2 separate regions of the Gossypium hirsutum genome follow, and region 1 is linked to region 2. The links are chromatin contacts, called in public Hi-C maps. All regions are on one chromosome and are shown on one strand. Each heading gives the region's core, a stretch centred on a gene start, on an enhancer-like site or on the middle of the called end of the contact. The rest is flanking DNA. Distances are from core to core; before and after follow the strand shown. Region 1 holds the start of LOC107888682 (protein translocase subunit SecA). Region 2 holds the start of LOC107888756 (guanosine deaminase).

Evidence for each region. Hi-C and Micro-C count contacts between places; a contact is called where the count stands out from the background.
Region 1: a Hi-C map of hypocotyl shows a contact between it and region 2, with 2.9 times the contacts expected there. The contact joins the promoter of LOC107888682 here to the promoter of LOC107888756 in region 2. A contact is called at or near these places in 2 of 34 Hi-C or Micro-C datasets (hypocotyl and leaf).

Annotation. Positions count from the first base shown.
Region 1 is chrA11:110,057,927-110,061,684 of Gossypium_hirsutum_v2.1, forward strand. It overlaps LOC107888682 (protein translocase subunit SecA), which reads right to left and starts at 1,374. Exons shown (of 5, transcript XM_041081705.1): 1 at 1,055-1,374; 2 at 752-900; 3 at 384-545. The coding sequence starts at 1,274. It overlaps LOC107888672, which reads right to left. Exons shown (of 2, transcript XM_016812844.2): 2 at 3,552-3,758.
Region 2 is chrA11:109,402,105-109,406,141 of Gossypium_hirsutum_v2.1, forward strand. It overlaps LOC107888756 (guanosine deaminase), which reads left to right and starts at 2,623. Exons shown (of 5, transcript XM_016812952.2): 1 at 2,623-2,950; 2 at 3,323-3,382. The coding sequence starts at 2,935.

The DNA of each region.
Region 1 (3,758 bases), core at 124-2,623, 650 kb after region 2:
ATATAATCCTCTAGAAATCCTCCAAATACATGAAAAAACTTTGACAAAAAATGAACATAACACACCTGTGTCAAACATATATATCAGACACTCAAACTATAGTCTGAATAACAAGATGTAAAATCATCATTTTGATTCAGATAATATGCATAACCAACTCCCCTACCCTCTTAGACAAATATCTTACTTATCTTTCAAATAGCTTATCCTACATTCAACGTCATATTCACCGAGCAGCAGCCAAAAGACAAAGATACATTAACTTAGAGAATTTAAGATCAGACAAATTGAGCGATAAGCATAAAGACACTAGCTCATACATTTTAATCATCCAACAAATGATCAGCAAAAACATAACTGAAAAAAACCACTGGTGAACCTACCTCAGCAAAGTTCTTTGGCATCGGTTTGCCTTCCTCTTTCAGCTGAACCATCTTCTTATGAACTTCTTTAGCCCATGTGAACTTCGCAAGAGCATTCTCAACATCTAATAAAGTACAATCACATTGTTTTGCAGCTTCTTTCTTTTGACTCAGTTGGAGATTCTAAAAAAAAAAAAAGAAGTCAAAATCTAAATCCACAATCAGCGAATTCACCCGCAGGGCTCCAACCATAAACGTAAATAAAATCAGCATCAATAACAACCAACAAATTCGCCACTCAACTGAGAACACATTTAACATAATATAATAAAGCAAAAAAAAGAAGAAAATTCATAAAAATAAATTTGAGAGGAAAACTAGAAAACAACCTCGCCGGTCGGCTCACAACCTCCAAGATACCTAACGATGGCTAATTTTTTCTCAAAAACATCCTCAAACGTAGCCTCGCTGGTTCTACCAACTATGTATTGCTTAAATTTCCCTACATTTCTAGCATTCTCCAGTTCATCGGCAAATCCTAAAGTAATAACATTAAGTAGTATTATCAAATTAATTTTAAAATTTCAAAAACAAAAATGTGAATTAATAGTAGTAAAAAAAAAGGGAACTACAACTAAATGAAACCCAGGTAAATGAGCTAAAGTGAAAGTGATGGTCAGGAGATGACTCACGGAGGAGAGTGAAGGATTCGGCACTGGTTACATGATCATCTGGAGAGGTCTTCTTGCCGGTGAAGACCTCTTTGATCGAGTCCATCCATGAGGAGTGGACAGGTGACGTGGTGAAGATCGGACATTGCTGTGATAAAATCAAGTGACGTTCGGGGTAACTGTATCCAGAAGAAATGAAGTTTCTCTTGGAAATGCTGTTTACGAATCTAGAAGAAAGCATTATCTATGGAAAAAATGGGAAGTTCTGCCAAGTTTCCCAGGTTTATCAATGAAATAGACGATATAGATGCTCTTGATCCTTTATTTTAACTCTTATAGTCGCTGAAACACTGCGTTCTGAGTAAAATAAATCTTGGATTACTTTAGTAGAGTTAGAAGTTTAATTCTTAATATATAAAAAAGTCCCTGTAAAATAATTTAATAATCAATTAAACCCTCAATCGAAAATAACATTCAGTTGAGCCCTTAATCGAATATAAGATATCAATTACGACTCAAAAAATCAATTTCTGTGTAATCCCTTGACTTCCATTAATTTCGTTACATGACATGTCAGGATTATGCCACGTAACAAAATCGGGTAATTCCCCTATTTAAAAAATCATGAAAAATCTTTAAAAAAATTTCAAGCTTTTTGAATTTTAAAAATTTTAAAAATAAATAGATTTTTCAGGATTTTAAAATTATTAAATATTTTGAAAAAACTGAAAAAATATAATTTTAAAAAAGAATTAAAGTTGTAAAAAGCCATCATTTTTTAAAAAAACAATTAAGCCATTATTTTTTTTCACTCAATTAGATACTTGAAACTTTCAAAATGCTTTAAAAGGCCCTCAAACCTTTTCAAACAAAGCAATTAAGCCCTTTTTTTTCCTTTTTTTTTTGCATTCAATTGTGTATTTCTATTTTCAAAATGCATAAAAAAAAGACTATTTTACTGTTAACTTTAACAGTTGACCATTAAAATTAATTGTCCCTAATTTTTTTAATTAAAATCATCGTGAGTCATAATCACGATGTGGCATGCGGTAAAAAATAAAAATCAATAAAAATTATTATATTTAATAAAAAATATTAAAACTTTGAAAAAATTATAAAAATTGTAAAAAAAATGTAAAATTTTATAAAAATCATAAAATACATCAAAAAATTCCTTTAAACTTTAACTTTAGCTGTTGACTGTTGAAGTTAATGACTCCCAATTTTTTTCAATTAAAGCATCACGTGTCCCAACACATCGTAACATGTGGTGAAAATGATAAAAAATAAAAATTAATAAAAGTTATAGAAAGATTAGAAAATGTTTCTTTTAGTACGATTTTTTTTAAAGGATAAGATAAAAACTTAAACTTCAAAATTTATTTTTATTTAATATAATATACATTTAAAATTTTATTTTATTAAAACTATTTATAAATTTTTACAAATATAAGAATATCTATATTGGATCTTTTTTATATTATTTATTATTAATATAATTATTCTTTTTTATAATTATTCTTTTATTTGTAAAATTTCATCAACTTTATTTTTTTCTAAATCAATTATTTATCCTAACAAAGCAATTACAATTCTTACCTTTAGAATTGATAAATTCTATAATGTTAATATTTTAAAAATCTCAAAAAATTTAAGATTCTTTGTCCAAATGTCATGGACAACGCGAATGAGCCTATAATTGATATACACATTTTAGACCATTTATGTTTCCTTTGAGTCATTTGGCCTGACAAAAATGACTTATTATTTGAAAGAAACTCAAGACTCATGTATTTGGTTCCTAGTTAAAATATATACTCTGTTAACTTATATTTTTACTAGGAAAATTATTGTAAATCCTAAAAATAAAAATATATATAGTTTAAATCTTTCAAAACTCTCATCTTATAAATAAGCACTAATCTCATTCGTTGATGTAACTTAATCTATATTGCTAAATTTGAGATAATTACTTCATTTTCGAGTTAAAAATATATATTTGAAAGTATTTTTCTTTTTAAGGCTATACAATTTGCCAAACTAAAGTTGTAACCAGTGAGACAAGTTAGAACCAAATTGTGAATGATGCTTCGATCATCCGATTCGTTTGATAACTTTCTCTCAACCATTTTGCGCAATCAATTTAGAACCAAGCCTAGTCGCTAAGGATTCACTATTCAGCCACTAGAATTGAGCTAGCATTCTCTAGTGCATTGGTCTCTCCTATTACACGTCCCAAGTGATATCGTACAAGGGTACCCAAACCTTCCTTTAAATTGATTTGATAAAAGCCCCTCGGCGCATGTTGCCAGATTCCTTGCTTTCCTAATCTCCCAACAAATCAATCCTCCCAGACTTTGTTTTTAAATTCATAATCAGGATATGCAACAATGGAGAGTGGATCTGACAATATTGACCAAATTTGGGTAAAAGGAGAATGTATTATTGAAAAAAATGACAAGAAATGGAGTCTTCATTTGTTTTTAAATAGTTATATTGGAATAAATAAACAAACTGATGAAATTGTTCAAATAATTTTTACCATAGGGAACTATGTATCAATTCACACAGCAAATTGCTTAGCAACAAATGTTCAAATTCCAACTAGCCAACCTACCACATCAATTGACAGCCATTGAAGTGCAAGAAAGCTTTAGTTTTCGAACTGTTCTATTCAGCTTGAATAACTACATTAATGTTACAGCACAAACAGATCATCTATTCA
Region 2 (4,037 bases), core at 1,373-3,872:
GTTAGGTTGGTATGTGTTGAAAATCGACCCGTATAAGCAATAAACAAATAAAATAAAGAAGATTAAACACACAAATATTTATATGAAAAATTCCTACAAGAAGATAAAAATTAAGGGCAAATGAGGCTTCGGTTTTTCACTAAACGAGTAAACAAACGAGAATACAATATGGAGAAAATAAACCTAAATGTACAATCTCAAATCCCAAAAATAAAGTCTTAATACGAGAACAAAATTCTCACCATAATTATCACGAAACTCATATGTGACTACATCTTGTCACCTTATAACCCCTTTAAATAGACTTAGATTAGAGTTTTAATCATACTAAAATATCCCTAGAATAGCAGTTCTACTTGAAGTTTAAAATGTGACTGTACAACTTGGAGAATCACCATGATGTCGTGACGTCTCATGCATGCTCGTCACGACGTCGCCATCATGTTTGTTTAGGATTTCGTCGCAACGTTGCTTCTATTTTACCTATTATTCAGTAAATCATCGAACTTTTTTTTAGATATTTTCAGAACGTCTAATAAATACGAAATATGTTTTGGGATAAGTAATAAACATAGATTTGATTAAGAGATAAACATTCGTATTATTGGCTCTAAAAAAAGAGTTTGGTTTCTTTCTAAACAAGAATTAAGAGAATCAAATATTTTTTAGCAAAAATAAAATAATGAAAATGTTGTTAAGACTTTATGATTTTATTTAGATAAGCTCTCATTTTTATTTTTTTATCGGTTTAATTAAAAGCTTCATTTTTCTACTAGCTTTTAATTTGTTAGAAATTAATATTTATATTTCTAATATTATAAAAAAAATCCCAACAACTTATATGGAATGACTTGTAAATTTTAAAGATAAATAATAAATAAACCAAAATTAGTAGTTTAAGATTTTCTTATATTAACATAAATCAAATATTGAATTTAAATTATATCGGAATCAATATTATTGCTATCACAACATGTAAGATCACATAAATTTTAATGTATTTAAGCATATGTTATCCTCTAATTTAAGAGTGTATTTGAATAAAATTTTAAAATGTTTAGAATTTTAAAATTAAGTTATTGAAATGCTAATGATTGCTTGTTTTAGAAAAATTAAGTTATTAAAATTTTAAAGATTTTAAAAAATAAATAATTCAAAAGGTTCAATATAAATATTGTTATATTTGTAAAAAAAATATACATAGTTTTAATAAAAACAAAATTTTAAAAATATATATTAGATTATTAAAAACACGATTTTTGAAGGTTTTTTTCTATCTTGGAATGAGACTACATGTATTAAATAAAATAAAATAATGAAAAATTTTAAAAAATCGCCTCTTTAAGTGGAATTATCCACAAATTTTGAAATTCACTAATATATTCAACAAACAAGTAAATTATTTTTTAGAATTTTGAAAATCTTCATAAAAATAAATCTCTCCTACAAATTCCTTACTCAAACAGATCCTAACAGCATGTTTGGATGAAAAATTTTAAAATATTAACTGTTTAGAATTCATTAGTTCAAAACACTAACATTTACAATTACTTTATTCAAATAAATAATTGATTTAGAAAAAAAAATAGGTTATTAGAATTTTAAAAAAACTAATTATATTAAAAATAAATAATATAAAAATATCCAAGATGGATATCATTTTAATTGTATTTTTATAAATAGTTTTAATAAAATAAAATAAATAATAATGAATTTTGAATGGAATAGAAATATGAGTAATTCTGAAAAGGCATAATGAATTTTTTGATCCTCCAACTTTATAAAAAAAGTTATTTTAACCTTTTATTTAATTTTTCATCTTTTTAACATTTGAATTTGTATTATTTGTCAAATCACCCTAAAATAGATGGAAAAGTTAATGTTTGTTAATTTTGATGACGTCATACATGTTGATTGCTATGTGTATACAACGTTAGCAATTAATTAAAATTTTAAAATACTTTTTATATATTTTTTAATTTTTACAATTTTAAAAATATTTAATTGCTTGCATGGATCACATTAATAAAATTAAAATAATAATAATTTTTTATTTATTTTTAGGTGATATGACAAAAAATAAGTTTAAGAGCTAAAATGGATAATAAATTAAAGGAATGAGTAAAATGATTTTTTCATAAAGCTAAAAGGATAAATAAGTAATTATGACTTTTAAACACCACCAAGTTTGGTGAAAATTAACCCCCCCTGAAATTATCTACAAATTTTAAAATTCTTTCATATATTTACTTAAACAAATAAATTTATTTTTATAATTTTGAAAACATGATACAAATTAAATCGATCCTACAACTTATAAATTAATAAATTAATATTTATTTAAATATAATAAAAATAAAATTTAAAACGTTTTAATATATTTATTTTAGCTTTTAGATTTGACCTTAAAAACAAAATAGAAATAGTTCAAAAAGAAGTTAGTGGTTGAGAACAGCCTAAAAATAACCCATCACAAACAACTCTGGAGACTCCTATAAGTGCTTTCAGGAAAACCAAAAAAAAAAAAAAAAAAAAAAACATAGACTCCCATAGGAAAATATAATTTTTTTTAAAAAAAAGGGCATTGAAAAGAAAACAAATAAACTGAATCAGCCCCAAGATAAAAAAGAGATTCCCATTTGTCTTTTATTATATTGCATGTGTTTTTTCTGCAACTTGAATTTTTTCCTTTTCCCTTTCCTTTGTAACTCTTTATTTTTAATTTTCTCCTCCATGAGTCTTATTTAATATTTAATAATATATATTACATATAAATATACATTCCTATATAATTACGTGAACAAGCCTTGCTGGTTCTCCTATCTTTCTCTCTTTCACATTTTATCTTCTCTTTTTCCCATATTCTGTTGACTACCCCCATTTGCCTTTCCTTAACCCAGCGTTTCAATTTTCTTCTCTGTTTTTTTTCTCATCATGGAAGAGGCAAAGGGTATGCTTTTCTTTCTGGGTTTTGTTTTTATATTTTTTAAGATTTTGTTTTCTTGATCTTTAATCCTTTCTTTCTCTTTTTTTTTTCATCTTTCATGAAAATTTCATTGTTACTTTTCCAGAATCTGAGAGAACTGAATTTTTCCACTTCGCTTTGCATTTCTAGTTTTAGTATTAGACAGATCAATTGAATTTGTGAATGCCTGGAAGTAAAAAAGGAACTCACTTTTTCCACAATTTGTTTTAAATTATAGTTTTTAGGTTTTATGCATGCATTTGAAGAATATTATGTGTCTCAATTTTCAATCTTATTTTGTGAATAATTAATTGTAATATTAATGTTTCTTTTTATTTTTATTTAAAAAAAAAACAGTGTTGGAAGCTAAAGAAGGAACCATTTCCGTTGCCTCTGCTTTTCCTGGTCATCAAGAAGGTAATTGTCAACTTTTCATAGGATTTAATGTTAAAAAGCTAATATTAAATGGCCTCTTCATAGTTGCTACCATTAGAATTATTTCGGTAGATTCAAGATATTCTTTTTCATTCATTGAATTTTGCCTATTGTTTTAGTATAGTAATGGAGATTTACTTCCTTCAATACACATATCTTATGGTTTACTTTTTTAGCTGTCACATTTTATAGATCAGACTGATATTTATGATCTGGTATATTGCTTGGATATGCTGTGTTAATCTATGTTACCTGGGGCGAGTCTGAACATATGTCGGACATAGGTGTTAGACTCGGGTTTAGGAAAAACGAAGAGTAGAAATAACGTAGGTGTTATGTGATGGCTTTTAGCTGTGTCACAGTTTATGGATCATACTGATGGTTATCATTGATGATGTGGTATACTGCTTAGATATTCCGTGTTAATTTATGTTTCCTGGATTTGAGGATGACCGCATATCAATGTCCGGGTATGTGTCGTACATAGGTGTTGGACACAGGTTTAGGAAAAATAAAGAATCTATGTCAGAGTTTATGGATCATGGTGATGGTTATCAGTATTGTTGATCTGGTATGTTGCTTAGATATGCTGTTTTGATCTATGTTACCCAGACTTGAGGATGAGTTCATATCCATA